2 separate regions of the Nothobranchius furzeri genome follow, and region 1 is linked to region 2. A link is a contact called in public Micro-C data. All regions are on one chromosome and are shown on one strand. Each heading gives the region's core, a stretch centred on a gene start, on an enhancer-like site or on the middle of the called end of the contact. The rest is flanking DNA. Distances are from core to core; before and after follow the strand shown. Region 1 holds the start of ankrd11 (ankyrin repeat domain 11). Region 2 overlaps ankrd11 (ankyrin repeat domain 11).

Region 1 (4,342 bases), core at 91-2,590, 170 kb after region 2:
ACATCACTGCATCTGCAGTGTAGTCAACATGAGCGCCCCTACAAGCTACAACACACTGTGGCTTGGAGGAAAACACCACCAGCAGCACTGCAGTGTTTTTCTCATCATTGGTACTGCACCAAAGTGGAAAGCTTCTCCTCCATATTCCACTTCTACTGGAGCTTACCTTAAATCCCACCAACTCTTTCACATTTTATTTTAAACATGCACACTACCAAACCTACCCATTTACTTCAGTCACACGTGTTCAGATAGACAGATACACAGGCACCCATAAAACAGGTAATTCCGGGTAGCAAGTGAACGCTTCAAAATGGTCTCGCCAACAACTCTTTTAAAACAAACGGACTTTCGTTGCCTTTGGCTCTGAGGATCTAATTCAGAGCCAGCCTAAAATCTTGGATTTAAACTAATCATGAAAGACTTCATGCAACATGCTAGGATTATAAAATGTTTAGTTTAAACATAATCTAAGGTGAGTAGTGTGTTGGATCAACTCCAAATGAGCTAAGTGCCAGTCAGCCATTTAAAATGGGTCAACATCAGGATGCTATTGGGTGCACTCCCTAGAGGAATATTGTAATGTTAATTATTCTTGGGGGAATGGAAATGCCCCTATAGTGAAAGCAAAATGTAGTGTTTCCAAAGACAAGTGGGGTGAATTAATCCAAAACAAGCGCTCAGAAACTCACGTTCAATCCAAAATGAACGCATTTCCCGTGTAAATCACCAGCTGCCCCTTCAGTATATTTATATTTAATTGTAAAGCATCAACGTTCTTGTACTATCACGCACAGCCAATGGTCCAACTGCGTACCTTCAAATAACCTTAAATACTACAACTAAATGTAATTTGTAATAAAATATTGATCAATATTTCAAACTTTTTGACTTCAGTTTCATAAAAGATCGTTTAAGAAGGTTGTTTAACAAAAAAATAGCCATTATATAACCACGTCGACGTCCATTTCCAGTGATAACGCCAATAAAAGGTTATGAGAAACAAAGTTGACCTTTGTCGCAACATACAACCAGAGTTGAACCGTGGGCAACAGCAGCGGTTTGTTGTTGTTAACATGTTAGCCAAGCAGAAACAGTAACGTGAGACTTACCTCTTAATCCCAACTACTTCCAATTTTTATTAGAATCGTTAATGTTTAGTCGATGCCGCAACGTTTTCGACTGGTGCTGGATAGTCCCATTTGTTGCAGTCGGCTCAATATAAATTCCGGAGACATCCGCATAAGCTTGCGACGACCATTGCAGCTAAAAGCAGCTCGCCAGAGCCGAGGCTAGCGCTAGCTTGTTAAAACCGTGTAGACCCAACAAACAGACGTCCACAGAAAAGGAGACTAGAATATCCGCCAAAAAAATAGTTTACAGCGTCGCTACTGCGTCTTCGTCGCAGTCTAAGCACCATTCGGAGTCCATAGGCGCAAAGTCAAGCTTGTTTGGGAAAACGTGAAGCATCAAAATATCATATTTTTGTTTCGCTTTAATCCTCTCCGCCAACCCATTCGAGCGGTTTTCGATCGGCCTTTGACTTCAGTTGTGTAGACGCTTGAAGCGGAAATGCATCCGGGATGAAAGGAGTTTTCTGATTGGCTCACACGCTGGGGGCGGAAACCTTTCAAGCGCGAGGAATCTGACGCCATTTTGGATCTTCACAGTACGTCAGCCTCTTGTTACAGTAAACCCCATCACTGCACCAATATGGCTGAAACCCCGTCGTAGTTTCCAGCACAAGAGACAACTCTCCATTATGCAGTTGGAGGAGTAAGAAAAGGAAATGGAGTTCGGGCACTGGGTGAACTCGTTTTAATATCCTTCGACATCCATACTGTTGTTGTTTTTCTTTTTAAAACGTAAATCAGAATATTGTGAACGTGGCATCATTCAAATTTTTATGCACTTAAGAAGTTGAAACAATACAATTTCTAAAAAAAAAGTAGCAATACAATTTCTAAAGAAGTAGCAATAATTTGTTAAATTCTTATGTGATCTTTCAATTTATATTTCTTTCAAATGCAAAAAAGCACTTTTTAGTCTTAGATTTCCTATCCCAAAAGAAATGATCTAAGCAGCGCTCTGATAAATGGCACAATCTTGTCGCTTTACAAGAGTTTGTGTTTAGGAGATGAAGTTAGCGGATAAACGGAGCGTTCCGGTGCAAAATTGAACGTATCCGCAAAGGGATGATACGAGAAATCCTATTGGTTCGAGGAAAACGTCTCTCTACTTATTGGGTTTTCACATGCCATTCACACTGACCCGTACGTGTGTCATTGGACTATGTAGTTGTTTACAACCGCGGTGGGAAATAAAACATTAGTTTATGTTTTCTGGGTACTAAACACGTTATAAGCTAAATTACCCGACTGTAGCTACTGAAGAGGAGTGTCGTCGTAAAACTTAAGTAGTGTTATAATAATTTAGAACAACATATATTTTTTAGAAATTAACAAATAAAACACATAAAAATAATAAAATCCACTCATTTGTGTAAATGAAGACAAACGCGCATTTACATTATTTCTCTGGTTCAAGCGATCCATAGAGTATTCTTGAACAAGGTCGCCATCTGGTGGATGGTTGTAAATCAACACCTTTCATCGATATAGATAATTATTCTAAGATATTCACTTTTAAATGATGGAGTTTAAAATATTGCTTTTTTCGTGCTATTTGTTTGCTATTTGTGTAATAATAGCAAACACTCAAACTTACACACGAATAATTTTTCACGTTTTTTAGCTCTTGGTACCAATATGAAGCTTTTTTCTTCATCCATGTAAAATCTCAGAAAGAGTGTTATTTCCTATTTCAAATTAACACATTTTTCTAAATGTTCTAAAATACGATTCAACACTGAAATAATATGAAATAATAACCTTAGAATAATTAAACAGAATATACTGTATTTGAAAGTACACTATATTGGTTAAATTTCTATATATTTTTTCTTCTGGAACTATGTGTAGACATTATGTGATTCTGAAACACTTGTCACAGCAAATTCTTAATGTCAGGCTTTTCAGAACTGGTTTTCAAAACAAAAATCCCAACACTTAGACTGGTTAACAAACAAGATATAGATATTTATTTTCTTCAGGTTAATTTTTTACGTAATTGTTGATTTAAAAGCTGCATTTTCAAAGATTTTAACCACTTTTTATTAAATGAAAATATACATGACACTTTGTGCCCACTGGGTGGCACTGGTTCCCCGTTACCTGGTTAAGAACTTCCGATATAAACCAACGAAGAGCAGTCGCCGTTGACTTACGTAGCATGATGCTAGCTCCAAGGTTGGGGGTAAACAAACGTTCCTTTAACATTTCTGAGCTTCACTAAGGATTGCTGTTATGGGACTGCTACTAGTCAGTTCATGTTCACATTGACTCGTAAAAAACACCATGTCGGCCATGTTGTTACCGCACAGCACGGCTGTTTGTAGAAGGCGCAGCAGATGTTTATTCCTGTCGCTATCAAAGCGTAACTCTCATGCTTTTGCAAGCAAACTCATCAACACCCATAGCGGCAAAAATGTGCTGTCAAGGTGTGTTAACGTGGGTAAGACGCTTGTTTCAAGCTCAGAGGGGGCTCTGACAAGTCGCACACAGAGTAAACTCATCCAGGTAAGCAGAAACATTTGTAGATTTTTAAAAGAAAACTAAAAAGCTGGTTTCTTTTTGTGGTCTTGGCTAATCCTATTCCTTAATAGTGATCCTGACCTTTAAATATGATCTTAATCTGTTTTTTTCCAAGATGATTATTCTCAATAGAAAGCGATTTTGTTATTCTCTGGTAACATATAACTGTTATCTGCTCTGCTCTCAGCAGTTTTAACTCCATTCTCATGTTTCAGAGTCTTCTTCACAGACCTTTAGGATCTAGCATGGTGGGACTTAGCAAAGAGTTAATCAGGAACAACCTACTGAGAAATCCAGTTGGTTTGATTAATCTATTAGGTGATTATCAGTCCCATTTCCACCATGAATATATTTATGTTCCAGTATTAACACTGTGTCTAAAACCGTTTTAATCTTAGGAGCAACGCACTTTTTCAGTGCGTCTCAGTCTCAACGACAGAACGATAAAAGTTCTGGATCAAAGGGAAAAACTCCACAGGAAGATGAAGGTAAAAATCCACCATGAGTAGTTTTTTTTCCCGCTTTTCTCTTCCTTTGATCCCGTTGATGTCACATTTTACATTTTAGAAGAGAAGAAGCGGCGTGAGCAGGAGGATCAGATGTACCGCGATCGCCTGCGCACTCTCTTCATCATTGCACTCATCATGAGCCTACTGAACTCCATCAACACCAGCGGTGGGAACATCTCC
Region 2 (4,180 bases), core at 298-2,797:
CACAATATATGTCTAAACTGCATGCATTAATACATGGACACGCATTAAGAGGAGGAATAAATTAGCATTCCATTTGTGGTTTTCTTACCTATGATTATGTGCACTAACTACAGATGATTTTTTACTGCACCGTGGCTGAGTATTTGCTACTGCATCCAGACTGATCTCAGTCTAGCATGTGTTTTTAAGGATGTGCAACAAAACTACCTAAATAATAGCCCAAAACAGCTGTTTAACAGACTTAAAATGTAGACAATCACCCAATCATTCTTGTTAAGATTTATTTTGATAAAACTCTAACATCAATCTGTGGTAAGAATATATGGTTAAGACAGATCTGGGCTCATTTAGCTTTATAAAACTACGCTGTAGCTAAAAGTACAAGTGCACAAGAAGAATTCCTTCCCTTACTATAATATGTCCAACTACCCTTTTCTCTTTTCCGCCTAATCGTATATAATAAAATGCTTTTTCTAAAAGCCAGAATGACAGAAACCATTGAGGGCTGAATTGGAAACCACTTCACAACTCTTCACTAAGAGTAAGTAAAGAGTGCTTTTGGGATTTTCCATGTTGTTTGTGATATTGGGTCAAAGCTTATGGCAGGATCAGTGGAGCATGCTCAGAGCATCTGGGTCAGTCTGACTATGAATGAACATACACACATGCAGGAATAATTCCACTTCTAACTGCATTATTTGGGTGTGTTAGTCTGACTTTGACTAATTCAATTCAGCACAATCTCAGACTAAAATGTTTACGTGCATTTTAAAAGTCCAGGTAATGTCACACTAATGCAATCACTTGATATCTCCCTACGTCATGTAAACCTACAGAGTGCTTTTACCCATCCTCTTATTCACCCCCACCTTTGTTCTGCATTTGAGAGCCAAGCTGGAGAGCTGCAGCATCGCTCACCCCTCCAATATCACAAACCCAGCAGCTTTGTTTGAGTTACAGACTAAATGTTAAAGGAGAACAAGTAAACTACATTTCTCTATCAGACATAAATTTAAACATGAATAAAAAGTGAAATGAAAACACGGTCATTATAAACACCAATTCAGACACTGTCACACAAACTCAGTAGATACTGGCTAACAAGTAGCTTTTAGCAGGCCACATTTCAGTCCCTTGTTCCACACTCTAATGGGATTGCAGATACAAAAATACAAACATGGGAGCAGCTTTATTTGTAATTGGGTTGTGCTAAAATACAACATGAGACCAAACAGAATAAGCTGGATGTTTAAAGCTCACACTGGTTTTGCACTCTAAAAGAGTACGACTAAAACTGTTTCTACAATTTTTAAAAGACATTTCCACTGCAACTGTGTTTCAATTTAAATGCCTTTCAGCTAGACTAGAGACAAAACAAACAAACAGCAGCATAGTGTGCGAGTGGTTTGTAGGTAGCGGTGGGTCCCCTTTGTGTCATTACCCAGCAGCCCCTGAAGAAAGGGAGGGCCAGCAGGCAGTGTTTATGTCTGCTCGTTTCCAAGCCAATCAGCCAAAATTGTAAAGGGGGGAGGGGGGGGGGGGGGGTGTGTGACTTGGCAGAACTGCTGTTATTACGAAATAGCTGGTATATATTTCAGTTCAACATGGCCTTGCCAAGGTCACCACTGCCTGCCAGGATTACTGGAGACGCAGTGCCACTGGACAAAAGCAGCTGCTCCACAGACACACCCAGCAATTATTTTCAGTGGTAACATACCATCTGATGACCCATAGAAAGGGTAAAGCTGCACATGAGTACAACACTTCATGACTGAGAATGAAGTTTATTTATTTTTATTTACCCTTTATTTAACCAGATGAGCCCCACTGCTAACAGCAAACTCTCACAGCAATACGACCCCCCCAAACACAAAGAAACCCTTTTAAAGTGCTTGTTTGAACCTTCGAGCTCAGAGCAGCGGCGGATGTGTCTGAGCCTGATTTCTGTGGGATTTCTCTCACTCCAAGACTGCATGCGAAGCTCGAGGCCACAAACAGACAAGTAAACAAGGCAAGAAGCGAGCACTGAGGCTCCCGCTTCCGGTGCATAAAGGATTTCCAGGAAACTATTTTTCCAGTCACATGTACAGAGAAGATAAACTTTCACCAACATCTGTGAACACTTATAGTTAATGCGCCCTTCAGCACTCTTTGATACACTCTCACGTTCTCCCAAGCATTCACCATTAGAGACATTCCTTCTGTAAAAACAGCGGGAACCACAGAAGCAGTTCAACATGTTTTTTTGTGCAGCAGAACAGAAAACTGCAAAGCTAGCGTTTCCACGCTATGTTTACAAGACAGGGAAGCAGGATGCAGTCGTATAAAGGATATGTGGCTTAACAATGTTTGAGTCAGTCTCTAATACAGGACTCATCATCAGGGGCAGAACACCAACATGATCGTCTACACCATATGGATCTGGTACAGAACACAGTGACATTTCCCTTATTATTACTGGGCATCAAGAGGGTATTATTATGAATTTAAACCAACTAGCTTCACCAGCTAGCCCCAAAAACGAATAATTAGAAATTCTTAATCCAAAAAAGATGACACTGATCCTGTAAGAATAAAAAGACAGAATAACTTTAAAGGCTAAAATAACAAAAAGCTCGATAAACTTGACATTTTGCTACTGTTTCCACTGTGTCCCTCCCTGTTGAATGTCCGAGGAACCCTGCTTTTATGTGTCTCAGTAAAGTGATATTACTCACTTTGAAGATAGGGTTGTAACCGTACTCTTCTTATACTTGAAACTTGATTAAGAAGATAAGAGAAAGGGAGAATAGATGGGAAACACAAGCTAGCTATGGACGGTCACCCTGTGAATAGACTGACCACCTGAGCCAAGGAGAAGGTGACACATCAAATGTAAAGGGCAGGCTCTAAGAGGGAATTTTGTTTAATGGCAGACAGACAATACTACAGTGTGAGCTAACTCCCAAACAAACAAAAACTTCAGTAAGCCGACAGAAGCTATGGCGAGAATAACCACTCCAACCAGCCCAACCAGGTTTTGTTGCACGTTGAGAGTGAAATGTGTTCCGTTTTGGGAGTCGTGAAGGTTGCATAAACAGGAAGTTAAGAGAGAAGGAGCAGGAAATAACCAACAGGATGTTTTCTCAATGCCTTATTGAATGTATTGTGAGAAATTCCAACGTACATGAAGAGCATAGTAGTGTGTAATGGTTCTACCAGCCTGAGATTTGGTCATCTTACTCAGTAACAGAGTTTTGTTTTTATTTAGAGCGAGTAGGAGTTTAGTAAAGTTCAACTCAGTGTTACAACTGTTCATGGGCAGACATGTGTAAACCACGTGAGTTAACAATACTGTACTTTAGGCCACCTTAAGTCATTTCCACAAACCAACACGATCGATCGATCCTGTTATGTGTGTGTGTGTGTGTGTGTGTTTGTGTGTATGTATGCATGTACAGGGAGTGCAGAATTATTAGACAAATGAGTATTTTGTCCACATCATCCTCTTCATGCATGTTGTCTTACTCCAAGCTGTATAGGCTTGAAAGCCTACTACCAGTTAAGCATATTAGGTGATGTGCATCTCTGTAATGAGAAGGGGTGTGGTCTAATGACATCAACACCCTATATCAGGTGTGCATAATTATTAGGCAACTTCCTTTCCTTTGGCTAAATGGGTCAAAAGAAGGACTTGACAGGCTCAGAAAAGTCAAAATAGTGAGATATCTTGCAGAGGGATACAGCGGTCTTAAAACAGCAAAGCTTCTGAAGCGTGATCATCGAACAATCAAGCGTTTCATTCAAAATAGTCAACAGGGTCGCAAGAAGCGTGTGGACAAACCAAGGAGCAAAATAACTGCCCATGAACTGAGAAAAGTCAAGCGTGCAGCTGCCAAGATGCCACTTGCCACCAGTTTGGCCATTTTTCAGAGCTGCAACATCACTGGAGTGCCCAAAAGCACAAGGTGTGCAATACTCAGAGACATGGCCAAGGTAAGAAAGGCTGAAAGACGACCACCACTGAACAAGACACACAAGCTGAAACGTCAAGACTGGGCCAAGAAACATCTCAAGACTGATTTTTCTAAGGTTTTATGAACTGATGAAATGAGAGTGAGTCTTGATGGGCCAGATGGATGGGCCCGTGGCTGGATTGGTAAAGGGCAGAGAGCTCCAGTCCGACTCAGAAGCCAGTAAG

Evidence for each region. Hi-C and Micro-C count contacts between places; a contact is called where the count stands out from the background.
Region 1: a Micro-C map of tail fin shows a contact between it and region 2, with 19 times the contacts expected there. The contact joins the promoter of ankrd11 here to the enhancer-like site in region 2. A contact is called at or near these places in 2 of 2 Hi-C or Micro-C datasets (skeletal muscle and tail fin).

What each region holds. Positions count from the first base shown.
Region 1 is chr9:64,821,883-64,826,224 of NfurGRZ-RIMD1, forward strand. ankrd11 (ankyrin repeat domain 11) reads right to left here and starts at 1,341. Exons shown (of 14, transcript XM_015953336.3): 1 at 1,113-1,341. spg7 (SPG7 matrix AAA peptidase subunit, paraplegin) reads left to right here and starts at 3,266. Exons shown (of 17, transcript XM_015953341.3): 1 at 3,266-3,638; 2 at 3,869-3,971; 3 at 4,052-4,141; 4 at 4,221-4,342. The coding sequence starts at 3,417.
Region 2 is chr9:64,651,529-64,655,708 of NfurGRZ-RIMD1, forward strand. The region is part of intron 4 of ankrd11 (ankyrin repeat domain 11); the gene reads right to left. Among protein-coding and RNA genes, the nearest start is that of slc22a31, 28 kb to the left of the region's middle. Within about 2 kb of position 1,548, at least 1 of the 3 cell types and tissues checked has an H3K27ac peak or open chromatin away from gene starts, as enhancers often do. A contact at or near this core is called in tail fin, where this site is marked.